Regions from separate parts of the Hordeum vulgare genome. Here region 1 is linked to region 2. Evidence: chromatin contacts called from public Hi-C data. All regions are on one chromosome and are shown on one strand. The core of a region is the stretch at or near the end of the contact, and the rest is flanking DNA. Distances in the headings are between cores, read along the strand shown. Region 1 holds the start of LOC123433416 (NAD-dependent malic enzyme 59 kDa isoform, mitochondrial). Region 2 holds the start of LOC123433348 (F-box/LRR-repeat protein At3g48880).

Region 1 (4,762 bases), core at 604-3,103, 820 kb after region 2:
GAATGGAGGACCTAGCATGGATAAGGAGGATATTCGTTGGAGCGGGATCAAGCATGGAGAAGAAGGTGCACGTGCGGGAAAGAACAATGGAGCTTCCACTCGTGATTTTCGCACTTTGAAGCCACCATAAGGAGAGCATGAAGGCTTGGACGAAATATTCAAGACGTCACTTTATAAAATTTATCCATAGGCTATTATAGGTGTTGCGCCAAGTTATTTTTGGGCCAGGCCCATGTAATTTTTAAATACCATATTATAGGCTATTTTTAGAGTCCGCATGTGTGAAAAAACGGAGTTAGGGTCGGTTTTGGACCCCTCCTACAAGGGGTCACGAAGTTCCTCCTCTATTCCCCCATATATATAGCCCTTAGGGCGTCGTTTAGACGGGGTTTTTGTTTAGATTACAAGTTTGCCATAGCTACAACTTCGCGTTCTTTGTTTGTGTTCCACGACCAGACAAAGGCGTCACAGAACCCCACTTTCATCAATAAATATTTCCTTTTATATTCGCAATATCCAGATTGCAATCTTAGTTTCTTTTGTTATTGCTGGTTGGCCCGGTTCAGCACATGCCACAAGAATCTTAAATGATAGCTTGGTCAGGTATGCACATAGGTTTCCTACACTCCTATGAGGTACTAATATTTATTGTTGAGCATTACATACCTGCCTTTACTTGCTTCTCAACAACCATGCAGAACAATGTTGGTTCTCTTTTTATAGGAAAATATTACTTCGTCGATTCCGGAAATCCAAACCATGGAGGATATCTTGCTCCTTATAAAGGTCAAATACACCATGTCCCAGAATTTCATAATGAAAGAAAACCGGTGAAAAAATATGAGGTGTATAATCATGCGCATTCTTCACTTAGAAATGTTGTTGAACGATCATTTGGAGTGCTCGAAGCTAAATGGGGCATCTTGAAGGGTACCCAATTTCAACTCTCGTAGGCAAAAAAGATTATTATTGCTTGTATGTCGTTGCACAGTTACATTCGTAAGACCAAGTTGCCCGACGAGGAATTTGACAAATATGATGAAGATGAGAATTATGTTCCTGATGAGGATTTAGGAGTAAAGCCTGATTTTAATTTACTTCGGCAAAAACAATCAAAACACGAAATTTAGCAACACTGAGAGTCCGAGGACAAAAAAAAGAAAGAAGGGCTGAAAGCGCAGTTCTAGGCGCTACTAGCGCAGATTTGGGGTCGGGTCGGCGGGGCCTTTCCGAATCGGCGCGCGAACGGTTCCGAACAGTTTCTCGCAAACGCATCTGATTCGTGTCAGCCCGGCACGCAGCCGCTCCGACCACCCATTCTCCTCGCCCTAGTAGTCTGGCGCAAACACGTCTTTGGTTGTTTCTTCTTACCCAAATACTACAGTACAATTATACAAACATCGGCGTAACACGTCGCACATTTGCGTGTGCGCGTGCATGCAAAGCAGAATAGCGTGCGCGTGCAAAGCGTCCGTGGGTTCGCTGGCCTAAATCCGTCGCAACTATAGCAAAGCTGCGGCGCTCGACATGCACATTCGCACCACCCCGGTTGACATCAAGCATCCCCGCCCCCGCAGAGAAAAATAAAGTTGACATGAGGCAGGCGCAAAGGAGAGAGATCCGCACCGCCACCGCGTGTGCTCAGCAAATTCCTCTTCTCGTTGCCCGAAAGTCGCGACAGCGCCTTCACTAGTAGAGCCGCGTCCCGCCCCGCGTCCGCTGCTCCGCGCGCGACCCTCACCGCCCCCGTAGCAGCAAAGCCAGCCAGCACGACCAGCTGGCGCGGCATCGCACGTCGCACCCGGGCCCTCCTGTCCTGTGTCCTCACCGCGAGTGCCCGCACCACGCGGCGACGACGCATTCCACTCCCCTTGAAATCTCCCTCTCTCTCTCTCTCTTTCTCGCTTCGCCTCCGAGAAGCTCGGTCTCACCTCACGCACCACCAACACAGTCTTCTCCCCGCCCCGATCACCGTACCGACCGACGGACCGCGAGCGGCGCCGCGGCTGACCCAGCGTACGTGATGTGGCGCCATGCGGCGGCCCGGCGGTCGGCGCAGATCCGGCGGCTCCTGTCCACGTCCGCCCCCTCGGCGGGCGCCGGCGCCGCCGTGCGCGGCCCCTGCATCGTGCACAAGCGCGGCACCGACATCCTCCACGACCCCTGGTACAACAAGGTACCCGCCCCCGCCCCGCCCCGCCTCGCCGCCCCTCCCTCGATCCCGCCATCCGCGCGCGCCTTGGCGGTTTCCGATTTCACTTCGATTTTCGTTTCGCGCAGGACACGGCGTTCCCCCTCACGGAGCGCGACCGCCTCGGCCTCCGGGGCCTGCTCCCGCCGCGGGTCATGTCCTTCGAGCAGCAGTACGAGCGCTTCAGTGAGTCGTCTAGCCCCCACACCCTCACTCGCACTGTCGCGTCATTGTATTGTTCACGCTAGCCCCACCGGCCGTATGTATCCCTCCCGAGATCACGCCTATCTTTTTGGTCGCTAATGTCGCGAGCGCTCCGTGTCGCAGTAAACTCGTACCATTCGCTGGAGCACAACACGCAGGGGGAGCCCGATTCCGTGGTCTCGCTGGCCAAGTGGAGGATCCTTAACAGGCTGCACGACCGGAACGAGACGTTGTACTACAGGGTGAACTCCCACTGTCACACTTCCCATTGGTTGGCATGCGCGTGTCTTTTTAGTCACCGCAAGGAGGTGTTTGATGTGTGTGTGTGTGTGTGGTGCTATGGTCTGTTTCTGCTGCAGGTGCTAATTGACAACATCAAGGATTTTGCGCCCATCATATACACCCCTACTGTGGGCTTGGTCTGCGAAAACTACAGCGGGCTGTTCAGGCGTCCCCGCGGGATGTACTTCAGTGCAAAGGATAAAGGGGAGATGATGTCGATGATTTACAACTGGCCAGCAGAGAAGGTACACTTGACTATTTCGGGAACTTGATTTATATATTTTTTGCTACCAATGTAGTTGGACACAGGAGGTTCAGGTTATTCCAGGTAGCGGTTTTATGAATGCAGTATAATATCAATATGGAAATTTTAGCTGGCGTCCTATCAATATCAATGGAACACTAATTTGTTCTCTAGTTGTTTACCCTTTTTTAAAAGCCAGTCTGTAGCTATATCCATCTGAATTGCTACACAATAATATTAGTGGGTTTCCAGAGTTATGTACCTGTACTGAACTTTCTTCGTTGCTTATTTCAGGTTGACATGATAGTTGTGACTGATGGGAGTCGCATTCTAGGTTTAGGTGATCTTGGAGTTCAGGGCATAGGCATACCTATTGGTAAACTTGATGTTTATGTTGCAGCTGCTGGTATCAACCCACAGAAGGTATGTGATTTGCTACTTTTTTGGAACATAGAAAGAACATCAGTTAATGGCACCCCCCCTTTTTATATTTGTCCATTCTCCTTGCAGGTTCTCCCAATAATGCTTGACGTGGGAACAAATAATGAAAAACTCCTTGAAGACAAGCTATGTGCGTAAGATGCATTAAACACAACTTCTGAAACATTATAAAATGTTTTTTTATCTAGTTTTGTGACAAGCACAGTTGAGCATAGTCAGCATACTCAGATTAACTTGAAGTTCTACTCATTCTTCTTTATAAGGAAACAAAGTAGAAACTCTTACTGTTTGGAGTAAATGCCTGCATCATAGTGTTGCTTATTAAGTGAATATTTTCTTAGATTTAGGATTGAGGCAACCTAGGTTGGAAGGAGAGGAATACTTGGCTGTTGTAGATGAGTTCATGGAAGCTGTTCATGCACGGTGGCCTAAAGCAATTGTGCAGGTACGTGTGTGCTGCAGTCATACTTTGGTTGCTAAGTCAATGATGCTCCATTGCTGAAGTGGTGAAATTTCAGTTTGAAGACTTCCAAATGAAATGGGCATTTGAAACTCTTCAGAGGTATCGGAGCCGATTTTGCATGTTCAATGATGATGTGCAGGTACTTTGATTCCCCAACTTTGTTTTCTGTAAGTTATTAGCACTCTTTTGTTTATTTCAGTTTTAATTCATCATTTCTTGGGGCCTTCATATTCGATAGGGGACAGCAGGAGTTGCTCTAGCTGGTCTACTTGGAGCTGTTAGAGCACAAGGTCGACCCCTCGCAGATTTTACTAAGCAGAAGATAGTTGTGGTGGGAGCTGGAAGGTCCGTGATACGTTTGACATGCTTGTACAATTACCTCAGCCTATTGCATATAAACTATTGCTCGTCAAAATTCTGTTTTGTCCATTCTAACACCTCTTCAGAATCCAGTGCTGGGATAGGTGTGCTTAACATGGCTAAACATGCAATGCTAAGGATGCCAGGGACCCATAAAATTGGAGAACTCGGCGAAGGACACAATCAATTCTGGGTTCTGGACAAAGATGTAAGTTTAATTTATCCAATCAAACACATTGTTTCATGCTTTTTACCAGTTTGCGTGTCATATGTATTCAATTTCCACTTTCATGCTAAGTCCTGGTTGCAATAGGTTGGTTATTTATGTGCGACTGTTATGCTGTACCATGCAGGGCCTTATTACCAAAAGTAGAAAGGATCTGGATCCAGCCGTTGCTCGTTTTGCTAGAGGTTACGGTCCTGAAGAGGTCGAAGATCTCCATGAGGGGGCTAGTCTTGTTGAAGTGGTATTTAAACTTTGATGTTCTTTGTTCATTCTTAATCAATATTATTAGCAGAAAAGACTTCCAACTCCTTCTGTAGTTGAACTAATTCAGCTCATTGTCAGGTCAAGAAA
Region 2 (4,722 bases), core at 1,616-4,115:
ATCAGCTAGCCTGTTGCCACAGCACACTAGCCAGTAAATATGAATCCAAAAGTAAACTCCAACCCCTTCATCAAACATGTTTAACGCCAACTCCAACATGGGAACCCGTTTCGTTCGCTTTGGTCCGTTTGGGTCCGCGAGGCCAAAAAGGCAAAAAACACGGCCCAACCGGCGGATGCAAACCCAAATTATGTCCGCTTGTTGTCTGCCTCGGCCCGCGCGTCGGCCGCCAAACCACCATCCACCGATGAAACCAGTCCACGCCCGTCCTTTTTAAGGTCACACATGCATGGGGGGAGGAGAGGGGGGGGGGACGCCCGTCCATTTTAAGGCCACACATGCGCGGGGGAGGGGGGCACGCCCATCCTTTTTAAGGCCACCCATGCGCGTGCGGGGAGTGGGGACCAGGAGGCTGGCAGCTCGTCTGGGCGACGACGCCCGACCAACTTTGCCATGGCGTCGCCAAGTATTGAGCCACGACCACGCTTTCACCTATACGTGCCGATGCACCGCTATCGTACTTCTAGGAGCATCGGGTGGCGGTGTCGTGGACCCACGTGAACCTGTCGTACGGGTGGCACCTCAACCCCGATAGGGTTCCGGTGTAGGCAGTGCTGACCTCAGACCGCGTGTGGCTGGCAAAGATCCTCCACCACCGTGCTCAACTCTCGGCCTACCTCTGGTGCGACCCAACGTATGTGATGAATTCGCCGAACTTGGGACACGTGGTTCTCCACCGAGCACAAGGAGCGCCACCGGTCATCCTTCGAGCTTGCGTTCCGTGCACCCACTCCACCACCACCACCAGTGGTGGTGAAGTAGGAGGATCAGGAGGAGGCCTACATTCCGGCCTCTAGGAGGCAGATAAGAGGGCCATCGGGGAGTCCAAGCTCAAGGAGTTCGCCAAGTGGCCTGGCCTTGTGCAGGCGCTGGCCGATTTGGCGGTCGGAATGCAGGCGAACGCACCCCCACTGCCACCACTTGCACCCGAGTCTGCACAGAGGTGGTCGCGGACGAGTAGTGCCTATGTATGTGTCGTGCCCGACCGTGTAGGTGGGCGCGACCAACGAGGAGACCGAGCAATACCTGGTGGAGGCTGAGCAGCATGCAGAGCAGCAGCAGGCAGCACACTAGTACGTGGTTGAGCAGGCGGCGCAGCCGGATGCGGCGTAGTAGGCTGCAGTGCTCGTAGCCTTCCAGCAGGCGTTCTCGTGGATAGAGGCGACGGTCTACGTCGACCTGACCAAGAAGGACGCCGACTGGATCTACCGCCCGCTGCAGGCTGTCTTTACTTTTATGCTTAATTTAATGTTTTTTAGTTTTAATTAATGAAAACTGGACTTCTGCCGTCCGTTCTTCAAAAAAATAATTCAAAATCCATCTGTCCGCGAATGCAAATGTGAAATGCGTTCGTCCGCATTGGGCGCACCTATGGGCCGGCGCACAAAAATGGACATTGGCATCCGCCTAGCCGACCCCAAACAGACAAAATCCACACCCGTTTGGGAGATTAAGATGAAAAGGTACGTATTGTACACTATGCATACTTAGAATCCTATATATATAAGCAAAACAAAGACACATTAAAAAGAGAAAGCAGCCCACAAGAGATTTCAGCCCTTTTAACTGGAGAAATGGGAAATGTGCTACTTCCACAGCTAAACAACCACCTTAAGAACCCTCCACTGAGTAACATTTTACGGTTGAAATAGCTGGAAAGAAATAACAAAGCTGAAAGCCCAAATTCATGGTTACGGTTGCTATAGCCTACTCAGAAATGTAGTGACTACAGAATAGGAAGGAAATGCAACTATAAAACTCTAGTTCATTGACAACAGAGAAGGAATACAACCTAAAAATCTCTTCAGAGAGAAGGGGTATTTGAAGAAGGTCGAATCTATCTCATTCACCACTAACCCACTGATCCAGTAACTGGCACAGGTGCCCACAAATGCAATTTTCACTGCGGATGATCCACAACACCGTGTATGCACCTGTTTAACATTCCCTCCCCCTGACCAGGTAGCCGCCCAATTTTTTCCTTGGATCAACAGGGCCCTGCCCCCGGTTCCATTTTCCATAGATGACGAAACCATTGACACAAGGTTCAGAGTTTTGCCACGCAATTTACCGTAGAGAAACAGGAAAAAAAACATAAGAACCTGACTTTGAATGAACAGATCATGCTTTCCGATAACCACGCACAAAGTGAGTTCCAACGGAGCGAGGAAAAATGAGAGAAACTAGGCGATGTCCTTCTCGCGAATCGCACGAGCAGCAAACCGACACGCGAACCGACAGACAGACAGACAGGAGCATGAATTTCGAACAATTCCATGGTTCCCATACTCCAGGAGCGCAATCCGTCAGCACCAACCGACCACCGCACCCGAGCGAACTCGTGGACGGCGGAAGAGCCAACCGTATCGGTTAATCCAGCCGCGCGAGCAGTCAGCAGGCAATTGACGGCTAACCCAGCAACGGCGAGAGGCCGGCGCGGAATCCCGCGACGGGTTCGTACCAATTACCCGCGGCGACGACTAGGGGGGCGCGAAATCGATCGGGCCTAGGGAAGCCAGGAGGGAGGGAGAGAGATGGAAGTATTACCCGAATGGATCTCCGGGGGCAGGGGGAGGAGGAAGCCGGGGCGCGACCGGCGCGGCCCCGACGGGCGCTGGCTCGGGAGGAGGAGATCGGGGCCGGGAGCTGGTTCGGCGGCGACGGCCGGCGACGAGCGGCGGAGGCTGGGTCGGGGTGTCGTGGTGGCGAGCATGGGTCTCGGTCTCCCTCTCGGCCCTCCTCGACCGGGGCGAAGAGAAGGAAGGAAGCGGAGCGGGCGCGTGCGTATTGCTGGGCGTTAAATACCGCGTCGGCCTGCCTCAGCCTGGCCGTGGTTGTTGTAACGCTGTTGCTCAATTCCCGTGGAACGGAACGATTGTTAAGGCGACGTTAATTACGTTCCAGTGATGCTGGACGCATTGGCTTGGTTTGGCTTAATCAGATCCTACGGCGTTCCCACTCGATCTGGTAACCGGACAGCAGAGCTGGGACGTGTCCTCTGGACGTGGGAACCGGAGCAGAGGGAAAAGGAACCGACCCTTTCAGCAGTCCAGCCGATGGTCTCGTCGTCAGCGGGGCAGACCGCAGAGGACAGTGGAGCGTGCGGCGAACGCGGCTTTTCCCGGACGCCGATCGCCCGGGCAAGTGGGGGACGAATATGCCTCCCTCGCTGCCGCTGCTTTTCTTTCTTCCTTCCACGCGGACGGCCGGGGAGGCCGACAAAAGGCTCTCTCCCTTCCTTCCCCTCCCCTGCGGTGACCGCCTCAGCTGTCCCTCTCTGCGACGTCACCCTTCTGCCGTCTCTCCCTCCCGTCTACCTTTCCAGGACAGATAGAAAGATTTGCCTGCCGGTGGTGAGCTGTTTTTTCCTTGCTTCTTTCTCTGCCAGATATCTGCTTTTTGCGTGATGCGTTTGATGACCTCGCCCTGACTTCCTCGGTCAGGGAAGTTCCTGTGAAGATCTCTCTGCCATGGTAGGAGTACATCGCGTGACGTGTGAGTCAAGCGAAAGTGACACGAGGGCATGATTTTGGCCAACACGTGCACTAAATGTTTAAAATCATACTACTTCACAGAACGGTGATGTGAAGATCCTCTACGGGTCTTACAGCATCTCCAGGCACGCCTCTTCCAAGCGTTTTTCTAATCATCGGCGTTAAAAAATCGTCCAGTCGCGTCCCCACGGTGACTGGTCCTGACGGTCCAGACTGAACCCAGTTCCCTGGGGCTTGAGGCGACCGACGCTATTTTTGCATGCACAAAACCTATTTGTCAACCTCTCTCCTCTCTTTCTCCTCCCTTTTTTGCTAGACCCACCATGTGCATGCAAAAAAGGAATCTTTTCTCTCTCTGTCTCTCTCCCAAGTGGCCGGCTGGGATGGAGGCGTGGCTGGAACCCCGAACCCGCCCAGGTCGTTTCTTGCGCCGGTTGGGTCCCAAACGGCGCTATTTCGGCCCCTGAGGGCGCCTAACAGCTGGAGATGCTCTTACCACTCGGCTTCAGCAGCAAATTGTGGGTCCCATCAACGAGGACCGGTCCGGCTTCTTGTCTGGGCGAAGCATCTCCGAGAACTTCGTCTACGCGGTGGAGCTGGTGCAGTGCTGTCAAAAGTGTGTCGCGTTCTTCTTGGTGTTCAAGCTCGACTTAGCCAAAGCATTCGACTACATCATGATAGGGTTGTATATTAGGGGTAGGCCTACGGACCTGCTTCCCTAGGCCTACCTAGGACCCCTTACGGACACCAATGTCCTTAAGGTCACCGGTGCAGCCTCGACCTCACTCGGTTCAGCAACCGTCACTCGGTATGCCTGGAGTAACTCGGTCACTGATACGTCCCAAACGTATCTATAATTTCTGCTTGTTCCATGATCTTTTGGGTGACAATGTTATGTGTTTTGCTACACTTTTATATTATTTTACACATATTTGGACTAACCTACTAACTCAGTGCACCCAGTGCCAGTTTCTGTCTGTTGATGTCCATTTTGCAAGGTCTTTTACCCAATTTTTCGAAGCCCGGAAAAATCCAGAAAAAACATATAAAAAATTAGCAAAACAGAAGCTTCGGGATCACCGAAGGAGGGCCGGAGGGGGGCCAGGGGCCTCCCAGGCGGCCTGCTGGCGCGGCCAGGCCCTAGGCCGTGCCAGGAGGTCGTCTGGGT

What was found. A called contact is a pair of places that touch in the nucleus more often than the background predicts.
Region 1: a contact with region 2 is called in a Hi-C map of leaf, with 4 times the contacts expected there. The contact joins the promoter of LOC123433416 here to the promoter of LOC123433348 in region 2. A contact is called at or near these places in 2 of 6 Hi-C or Micro-C datasets (leaf and seedling).

The regions. Positions count from the first base shown.
Region 1 is chr1H:316,151,305-316,156,066 of MorexV3_pseudomolecules_assembly, forward strand. LOC123433416 (NAD-dependent malic enzyme 59 kDa isoform, mitochondrial) reads left to right here and starts at 1,854. Exons shown (of 19, transcript XM_045115454.1): 1 at 1,854-2,176; 2 at 2,281-2,377; 3 at 2,519-2,637; 4 at 2,755-2,922; 5 at 3,216-3,344; 6 at 3,432-3,492; 7 at 3,704-3,807; 8 at 3,881-3,964; 9 at 4,064-4,170; 10 at 4,279-4,393; 11 at 4,539-4,652; 12 at 4,754-4,762. The coding sequence starts at 2,024.
Region 2 is chr1H:315,327,861-315,332,582 of MorexV3_pseudomolecules_assembly, forward strand. LOC123433348 (F-box/LRR-repeat protein At3g48880) reads right to left here and starts at 2,866. Exons shown (of 3, transcript XM_045115449.1): 1 at 2,608-2,866.